Regions from separate parts of the Salmo salar genome. Here region 2 is linked to region 1. Evidence: chromatin contacts called from public Hi-C data. All regions are on one chromosome and are shown on one strand. Each heading gives the region's core, a stretch centred on a gene start, on an enhancer-like site or on the middle of the called end of the contact. The rest is flanking DNA. Distances are from core to core; before and after follow the strand shown.

Region 1 (5,370 bases), core at 903-3,402:
CTTACACACAAGTGTTTGGAGCACGCTAGATAGCTAATTAGCACAGGTGGTCGCGTCTGTGGTTGCAGTCCAAACACTTAAAAGACCCACCCTATCCCCTCAGCCCTCAAATTAAGTGGACACTTCTGATGACGTATCATGACGTCTGATGAGTATACACTTGCAGGGCAAGGGAGGAAGGAATGAATTTTAAATGGACCACCCTTGGTCAGAAATTCGTCACTCATTCATCCCGCGATGATTGTGTTTTCAGCCATCAGTAGCTTGTGGGTTATTTATATGCCCTACTGTCAATTATGAGTGCATGTCTATTTAAATTAAATATATAATTGTTAATGTACACCTACTGTATGATAGCTAGCAAATTAATTTGCTAACTAACGTTAGACTGCCTAGCTAGAACTTCTGCAGGAAAATGTTTTACTTCTACAATTTCCAAAAGATAACCAAACAAAAGCATATTTACATTTTACGAGATGTGTTTGGGCCGTCATGTGCATTAGTAGCACAATTTCTAACTTATTTGCATTCGTTTTTACTTACACTTGTATGTTGACTTCTCCATTGATGTTGTTTAAGTTTTCACAGATTTCTTATCAGATGTATAATTGTCACAAATTGAATTATTGGGAGTTTCAGGCCCCAGAGTGAACATAATTGTACACTAGCAAAGCCGACTAAAAACAAGGGCTGAGGGGCTTACGTTGCAAAGTTCCCTTGCTTGGCTAATCATTTGGACACCACTCCAAGACGGCAACAGGGATTTCCCCAAGGGCATAAGGTGAGGGTAAGTGGGCGAGGGTGTGTCTTTTAAGTGTTTGGACAGAAGCCCGTCTTCAATAAACAAGTGCCGTAACATGGAGAAATGGCTGTGTGGGAACACTAACCCTAACCATATAAAAAGTGTGTATTTTTTCAACATTTAGTTTATTTTTCTTAGCTGATATACACGATATGTTCGTTATGTTTCCAAAACAGTACCACAAGCGATGTGTGTTAATGTTTACAGCAAGCGCCGGGCTCTTAACAAAACTCCCCCTGTGACAAGATACTATTGTCAATAGGCGCTAAAGCAATTAATGTCTATGAATTGGGTACATTCTGACTAGAGAGAAGACATGAACAAAAGCCGGGTTATTATGGCTTTAGGTTGATGTGGCAAACATCTCTGTAGAAATTACAAGTCAAACCAGTGGTCATTAGGACAATTAACAGAAACAATAAGACTGTAGGCCTAGCTGCTCAATCTTACCTTACTACCAGGAACTTGCTTGACTTGCTGAGAGACATTCTTGATAAATTTCTGTTGTTTTCCACCCTTTTTGTTCTTCAAACCAAATGTCTTGTCCTATATAGATAAACAAATTGAATATCAGCAATTGAATAATGGACATAACGTTAACGTTAGTTGGCAGGCTACCAAGAAGAAACCTCAACGACAAAATAATAAGATTTCTGGCGCTAGCTATCTAAGTAGTTACAGTACCTGACTAACTAGATAACTTACTTTACCGACAAAGATTATAGATGATAACTAGCTAGCCAACCTTTCATCTGTGTTACAACTACTAACTAAGCAGTTCATTCAAGCCGTGGCCAGACGATCACACAACTTATCTACACTTAACATTAATTTGAATAAATACGATTGTAACCTTTGCTAACTACTGTCTGCAGCTAACAAGCTACATCATGCAAGCACAAGTTAGCTACCAGTAGCTACCACGTTCTTAAAAAGGGGTTAGCATAAGAACGCTAACGTTCGTTAGGTTGGTACCTAGCAAATACAACGGTTGGAAAGTGTTCTGCTTTCAACAATACTTGGTATAACTAGCTAGCGTCTAACTTACTAGCTTCACAAAATAACATTTGAACGTTACTGTAACTTAACTAACTACCGGTAGCTAGTAAACTAGCTTAGCATTATCCCATGTAATTTGGATCTCGTGCGCAAATGGGATTTCACCTCAATGATCTTTTCCTTCTTCTTTTCTTGCGTTTTTTTACTACCCGCGGCAGCTTGAACTGGTTTCTTCGGAGGCATAGTGAATGATGTAACTATATTTTTGAATTATTCTATTACGATAGCCACCGCTACATGCAGTACTAATAGGCCACTCAGTGACAACCTGTTACCAAGTTGACGCTGAATGATGTCAGTGGTAATTCTTCTTCCTAGGTGTTTTTTTGGGGCGGTTGGCATCCAACATAATGGCGCATTACCGACACCTACTGTGCTGGAGAGTTTTGGCCATCGTTTAACGTCCTCGTTCCTCAACGGTTGTCACTCTATACCACAGCCACAAAGTCAAAATCGTGGCTACTGGCTACATCGTACAAATTCATGAAATGTACAAAAGTACACTAGAGGTCGAACAAAAACACATCTGCACTGCTACGCCATCTTGGATTGAGTTATCTAGCTTAGATTGTACGACGGCCGGGGTGTTAAACATATCCTTATTTATGTCACCTAGCAGTAACGAACTCTGACAATAGATGGGGGGCAATCAATTCACACATGGTGTCCAGGGCACAGCTGGGAGCTGAGGGGGGTCTATAACAAGCTGCAACAGTGAGGGACTTATTTCTGGGGAGATGGATATTTAAAAGTAGAAGCTTGAACTGTTTGGGCATAGACCTGGATAGTATGAAATAACTCTGCAGGCTATCTCTACAGTAGATTGTAATTCCGCTGCTTTTAGCAGTTCTGTCTTGACGGAAAATGTAATTGGGGATGAAAATTTCCGAATTTTTGGTGGCCTTCCTAAGCCAGGATTCAGACACGGCTAGGACATCTGGGTTGGCGGAGTGTGCTAAAGCAGTGAATAAAGCAAACTTAGTGTTAGGTCGCGTCAATTCGAATCTGGTATCAGAACAAAATAGTCAGCACATAGTAACTTCTGATTTCTTTGTACTTTAATTAATGCAAACACTTGAATGGTAAATATGTGGTTAGTATATACGGGGTCGCTGTGTCACCACGCAGGGCAAACAGAGAACTGAGTTACACATCCTTTGCTTTTCATTAAATACTCTGACAGAGATAGTTCCCGCTCACTGCTGGCCTGTCAGAGGGAGGATGAGCGTGGTTTAAACTTACTCATCCTATCGTTGGCGTGCAGGTTGGTCCCAACTTCGAGACGCCTCCTGTTGCCGGGCGTAGTTATTATCTTTGGCAGTCGATTTATCTTGTGACTGCACAATGCACAGTTCTCTAAAACCCCGACACCCCTCTGCATATACATTTCACCCATATCCTGCCCTTATCTTTTAACAAGCTCTTCCATATCCCTGATTTACAGCATCTGCATTCTTTCCATATGACTCAACATCCCATGAGCCCCTTCCTCTCACACAGCAGTATGCTCTTATCATATAGAGTATAAACTTAATATTATAGCATAGCTTCTTTGTTATATTATATAGGTTATGCAAACAAATAGTTGGTCAAACCCTAACAATCCCCCTTTTCACACCTGATAGGTGTGAATACATAATTTCTTAAAATTTCAGGGAAATTTTGAGATTCCCCCTTTTGACACCCCCTAGGGTGTCACTCAACACAATTATAAATTCACATTTTAATGATTAAATGATTAGTTTAAAAAACCCTCAAGTCCTTCCGGCTACACCTCACTTGTACTAGGTTGACTACCAGCCACCCAGGAACTTCAAACCTTCACATAAGGAAAGACAAATAGTACACAGGATTCATTCAGAACATACTAATTAAAAAACTTAGAAAAATAAGACCTTCCTGCGACAGTGGCTACACCTAACATGTATGGGACAGACTTTTTGTCCCAGTACTTAAAACCTTCACATCCACCTGCCACTACATTACATATGAGTACATTTTAGATAAGGTTTATTCGACCACTTCCTCAACAGTAAACCAAGGATCATCCTCAGACAGACCCGTCTTTTGCCCAGAGGTTGATTCAGTATCCACTGGGGTCACTTCCATCAAAGACATCATTCCGGTTGCTCTGACAACTTCTGTAAGATATACAGGCAACACAACACAACAATAATAAGAACACAAGCACTAGGGTCAGAAATCCAGTAACCACCATAGATGTGTACTTACCAAAAAAGGATTATACAGGCAACACAACACAACAATAATAAGAACACAAGCACTAGGGTCAGAAATCCAGTAACCACCATAGATGTGTACTTACCAAAAAAGGTATTCAGCCAATTCTCCTCGTATACCCCCGCTACACCCTTCATTTCAGCAGATAGCTTGTCAAGTCCCAGTAGGGCTTTGGTAATGCTACCATAGGGCTGGTGTTATTAGGGATAAAAGTACAGCATTGTTCACCAAACGTTTTATACACCCCCCATTATTAGCCAATATCATATCCAACTCCAATCTATTTTGTCTAGCGGTTCTAGTGGTAGCCTCTAGTTGCTCAGCCATACCTGTCAGTGCAGTGCGAGTATAGTTAACAAATCTCTGTTACACACACATCAGTAAAGAACTCAACCCAGCTTTAGGCGGCTGTATTTTTCCCACAGTACACATACATTCCTTAACAACCTTGCCACCTGTCTTCTAATCTCCTGCCCACTAGCCGTTCCCAGGCCGTTGTTACTCTCCCTAATTTAGGGAGGCTTCTTCTCCTGTTCCCTTCTCAAGGTCGTCTTATCAACTCTGCCCTGCTGATTCTGGTAACAGTGTCTTACTCACACAGTATTGGAATATAGTTTTTAACCCATTATTATAGCTGTATTTCAAATACATTTCAACAGGTTGTAAGGTTTCTGAGTGAAATCTTTTAGTCTAACCTTTCATTACATCCACCCGATTGGCTAAATATTTCACATACATTATAACACATCTATTTTTATTGGATTCAGAAATTTTCACACAAAATCAAACTAATTCAGGAAACTCTAAAGATAGTCTCATCTTATCATGGGCTCCTCATAATTTAATAAATCCTCCACCAGGCTTGGCGGTAGGTATTTGTCGTCCCACTGGTCTGAACTTTGACTCGGTCCTTATCTCACCATCTGCTCCGTTATCGATCTCTCTAGAGTTCTGGAAATGAGACCTCTCGCACAAGGGACCAAACAACAACCACACAACGCAAACACACTCATACAGGTGAAAGCAGCCCATAATACAGTTCTTACAACACTTTTCCATTTCCCAAACATGAGCTGTGTTATCAGGAATGTATGTACAGCAATGAACCTAATCATTCTACCTACACCATCCTCTTTTACCAGTAACATATCGAGAGTCAGTCTATTTTATCAGGTCATGAGGGAGGTGGCGGATAATTGGTCAGAGAACCTCTTTACTGCATCCCCGGTTTCATTCATGAATCTCTGTTGATTGTAAAATATTAAGTC
Region 2 (5,370 bases), core at 1,241-3,740, 170 kb before region 1:
AGTGGAAAAGGCTCAATGTCTCACCAGATGGATTATTACAAAGGAAACCGTAAAAAGGACAAAAGTTCTGGTACCAAGTCAGTATAATACACAGATTTACAAGTACTTACAGACACGGTGAAATGGCCCATCTAGGAACAGAAAGAGTGTTGAACTTAGCACAAGAAGGCTTTTATTGGCCGCGCATGCAACATGACATTGAACACTTTATCACTAAAGTGTGTAAGTGTATCAAACAAAAGAAACCCAGTGTAATAACTAGGGCTCCAATGCAACATGTACGAGCTACAGCTCCTTTCGAGATTATTTCAATTGACTGTACATTTGGAGGAAAGCAGAGGGGGCTATGAGTATATTTTAGTTAGTTTAGATAACTACAAAATTTGCACAAGCCTACCCCACCAGAAATAAGTCAGAAAACTGCAGTAAAAAAAGATTTAAGATGTTTTTTTCTCAAAGTTTGGCTTTGTCAAAAATACATCATGAAAAGAGAGTTTGAAATTCAGTTATTCAGAGTCTTGCAGAACTGTACGGGAATAGCCAATTCCAGAACCTCTCCATATCATCCACAGGGGAATCCGGTGGAGAGATTTAACCGTACACTGTTATCAATGTTGCGCACACTAGATGAAGAGAAAAAGGCCAACTGGGGTGATTATCTGAACAAGGTCATTCATGCATATAACTGTACCACCAGTGATGCTATTGGGTTCTCACCATATTTCCTGCTATTTGGAAGGGCTTCACTGCTACTTGTTGACCTTGTCTTTGGGTTACAGATAAAGGAACAGGAGAAATCATACCAGGATTATGCTAAGAAGTGGTAGCAACAGATGGCGGAAGCCTATGACATCATCATTAGAAACATGGAGTAATCAACAGCAAAGGGAAAAGCCTACTACGATCAGAAGAAAATTAGTTTGGTTCTGGTCTCAGGGGATCGTGTACTGGTGAGGAACATGTCAGAACGTGGTTGGCCGGGAAAGCTAAGATCACACTGGGAGGACCAAATACATGTGGTGGTAACCAGGAAAGGTGATGACAGCCCTGTCTGAGGTCAAACCCGAGAGGAGTTCTGCATCGCAATATGCTCATGTCATGTAATTCCCTACCATTTGAGGAACCTGTTGAAACACCCATGTAGAGGTCCGTGGAGAAGGGAACCAACCCTTCTCCACAAGGGGAAGCAGAAAAATGGGCGGTGAGCTGAGTCTGAGAGCTCAGATGAGGATTCTTATCCAGTTTTCATCAATAGGTCACATAGGGATGAAGAGAGCAGACAGAGAGTAGCACACAGCTAGTATCAGATAATAGTGAGGAACGGGGTCAGACTGATAAACTTCACTGTGAAGGAGTGCCAGCCAGTCCTCAGAGAGAGCAAGGAGAGGATGGGGGTAAATATGGAAACAGCTGAGGGCTCAGATTCAATCATCTCATGATGAAGTGGACACTGATTCATTGGGGTCACCAATGACCTTTCCCCGCCGTTCAGCCCGGCAGAGGAGGCCCAGAGACATTCTAACCTATAACACTTTAGGGCTGCCCAGCTCTTATCAGGATACCAACTAGAGATGTTCAGATGTGTATATAAATATATATATATATATATATATATATATATATATATATATATATATATATATATATGTGTATATATTTTCTCATCTACCTTTACTAATCACAGTGTGATAATGTTTGGTATGGGTTGCGTCTTTGCCCATAAAGGTAGACTGGACATGTCTAGATAGTTATATGGCTGTTAGGCCAATTTTCTCAGTTGTTCTCATGACCAGTACTTACATCCTCTGTTTGTTTTGAGGCCAGTGAAATGTTTGGGACAACATTTCGTTTTTGCAAGGGGTGTTGTAAGGCTTAATACAGTTGTATTCCAGCCACTAGGGGGTACTCTAGGGAAGCCCATGGGAAATAAATAAATATAGTTTAAGTGAATTGGGGAGAGGAAGAATAAGAAACACAAAAAAAGGGCTGTAAACTGCTGTTACATGTGCTGACATGAAGTAAACCATACCTTTCGTGTTGTAGTTTATATTATAAGCTCATAGAAAGGGTAACACAAACAAACTCACAAATGATTGGTTGACAATAGAGCCTCCCACAATGCAGGATGAAGTTGGTGAAGAGGAACTGCAGAAATTTGCAGTCAAAGCTTAATGACCTTTGATCACAAAAGTTAATGCAGTCAGCGAAAGTCTGAAAATGTGTGTTCTCATAATGAAAGGCGACAGAAGTTAACTGCTTTCAAGACTAGGCTGAAACTGCAAGTTAAAATGTGCCTACATTTTTGCATAGATTCCTATTGATTTGTTCTGATACAGTACTTTCCAAGTGGAACACTCGGTGAAACGCGGTGTTCGCGTGCAATCGGAACGTACAGTTAAAACGAACGTAGGTTATTTACGTAGAGATTCTTATTGGTTGATTCTGATACTTTCAAATGGGAAACTCAGAGTTCATGTTTCCGAGTTGACGTGAACGCAGCATCAAACATGTACTGTGACGCACACAACGTAATTTCTTGATAACCAAAATGGAGGACTACTCATCCAAGCAATCAGTTGAAAATCTTGACAATCCTCCTAACAGTCGCTTGTTTCTCGTAACAAGTCGATCAGTTTCAGATGATGTTATTCGAGAGAAATTTTCTGTATTTGGAGAGGTCCAAGGTGTATGGGTCGTTAAGGACAAACAGACGAAAGAATCGAAGGGGATCTCCTATGTTAAATTCGCGAAGTCTTCGGAAGCATGCACCGCCATGGAGGACATGCATGGAAAATGCCTGTTAGATGGAACGAAGCCCATTAAGGTTTGCATGCACATAAATCTAAACTTTATGGACTCATCCTCCAAGTTTCTAACATTAACTATTTCCTTAAGTATTTTTTTTATTTAATTGATTCCATGCTGGGCCCAGTTCACCGATAGCGATGGAATGTAGTTTTACCCATGTTTTAACGATGCACGTTTCCTGCAACTGCCCGAAACATCAAGCAGATAAAATGGTCGCCACAGTGCTTCGTCGAAGGTCAATTCATAAAGTATGGAAAGAAAGGGAGCGCTGTTCTCGGATCAGCTTTCTCCGTTCAAATCTTTCCTCGAAGGTGCATCATGCAGAAATCGCTCCGCCATTTCCTGGTTGCATCTAATAGTTCGCAAACAATGTATGTCTAGAGAATCCATTGTACCATCAAACCGCTGTGACATATTTTCAATAACCAGGGCCGGATGCAATTCCACAATACTTACATGATAGACATTAACTGAATATGTTTTTTAATACCACAAATGACCGAAATGAGTGGCTAATCTGACACTGACAAATTGAGTTCAATCTGGTCTGGAATTCAAACAAACAATAGCTCAGGAACACAGATTGTACAATAGAAGGAAGGTGTGTGTGTGCCAGTCAAAAGTTTGGACGCATCTACTCATTCTAGGGTAATATTTATATTATGTTATATATGTATATTATGTTATATGTATATTATGTTATATGTATATTATATGTATGTTATATATTACATTTACATTACATTTAAGTCATTTAGCAGACGCTCTTATCCAGAGCGACTTACAAAATGGTGCATTCACTTTATGATATCCAGTGGAACAACCACTTTACAATAGTGCATCTAAATCTTTTAAGGGGGGGTTAGAAGGATTACTTTATCCTATCCTAGGTATTCCTTAAAGAGGCGGGGTTTCAGGTGTCTCCGGAAGGTGGTGATTGACTCCGCTGTCCTGGCGTCGTGAGGGAGCTTGTTCCACCATTGGGGTGCCAGAGCAGCGAACAGTTTTGACTGGGCTTATATATTTGGATATTTATTTGGATATAACTATGGATTATTTGGAACGAAACCAACATTTGTTATTGAAGTAGAAGTCCTGGGAGTGCATTCTGACGAAGAACAGCAAAGGTAATCCAATTTTTCTTATAGTAAATCTGAGTTTGGTGAGTACCAAACTTGGGTGTCAAAATAGCTAGCCCGTGATGGCGAGCTATGTACTCAGAATATTGCAAAATGTGCTTTCACCGAAAAGCTATTTTAAAATCGGACAACGCGATTGCATAAAGGAGTTGTGTATCTATAATTCTTAAAATAATTGTTATGTTTTTTGTGAACGTTTATCGTGAGTAATTTAGTAAATTCACCGGAAGTGTTCGGTGGAAAGAAAAAAAAGCACATTTTGCAATATTCTGAGTACATAGCTCGGCCATCACGGCTAGCTATTTTGACACCCACCAAGTTTGGGGCTCACTAAACTCAGAATTACTATTAGAAAAATTGGATTACCTTTGCTGTTCTTTATCAGAATGCACTCCCAGGACTGAATTAAAATAATAATATTATTTTGAACATAAATAAGCTGCACATGTCTATAAGCCGCAGGTGCCTACCGGTACATTGAAACAAATGACCTTTACACAGGTTTTAACGAAACACGGCTTGTAACAAAAATAAATAGGCTTTAACGAAACACGGCTTGTAACAAAAATAAAAAATGATCAGTAAGCTTTATTTTGCACTGAGTCAATTCCTCACGCTGCTGTTTCCAACGTCTTATCATCGACTCATTAAGACCAAGCTCCCGTGCAGCAGCTCTATTTCCTTTTCCAACAGCCAGATCAATCGCCTTCAACTTGAAAGCTGCATCATATTTATTTCCCTGTGTCTTTGCCATGATGAGGGTGACAAAATGACTACCGTAATCAGAATGATGGGAAGTTTGAGAGCGCTCAATTTAATCTAAACAGTAAACAAAAAAGTTGTTTGACCTTAACCCATTTGGCAATTTCATTGGTCTAATGAAAGCTTCATGCCGCCAAAAAACTCAGCACGTCACAGAATGTGTTTTTTTGAGAAAAAAAAAAATTTGAAAGCAGGAAAAATCCAAATATTTGCCGCGTCATTGTTTAAGCCGTGGGGTTCAAAGCCTGGGAAAAAACGTGCGGCTTATAGTCCGGAATTTACGGTAATCTTTATGTCCAAATACCTCCATTTGTTTGCGCGTTAGGGTCACTATTCCAAATGCAGAAGGCGCGCGCACTAAAGTCCAGACAAAGTCAAAGTTCTATTACAGTTTGTAGAAACATGTCAAACAATGTGTAGAATCAATCTTTAGGATGTTTTTATCATAAATCTTCAAAAATATTCCAACCGGATTATTCCTTTGTCTTCATAAAGGAAAGAGAACTGAGCTCGTGCTCATGGCCATGCGCGTAACTAAAATAATGACTGACTGCCAGAAACGGCTCTTATTCTTTCCCCATTCACAGTAGAAGCCTGAAACAACATTCTAAAGACTGTTGACATCTAGTGGAAGCCTTAGGAAGTTCAATATGACCCCATA

The links. Hi-C and Micro-C count contacts between places; a contact is called where the count stands out from the background.
Region 2: a Hi-C map of gill shows a contact between it and region 1, with 8 times the contacts expected there. The contact joins the promoter of LOC106575066 here to the promoter of zc3hf in region 1. A contact is called at or near these places in 2 of 3 Hi-C or Micro-C datasets (gill and muscle).

What each region holds. Positions count from the first base shown.
Region 1 is chrssa17:5,310,766-5,316,135 of Ssal_v3.1, reverse strand. zc3hf (Zinc finger CCCH domain-containing protein 15) reads right to left here and starts at 2,152. Exons shown (of 10, transcript NM_001146374.1): 1 at 1,967-2,152; 2 at 1,253-1,348. The coding sequence starts at 2,044.
Region 2 is chrssa17:5,485,779-5,491,148 of Ssal_v3.1, reverse strand. LOC106575066 (RNA-binding protein 45) reads left to right here and starts at 2,490. Exons shown (of 12, transcript XR_006759967.1): 1 at 2,490-2,824.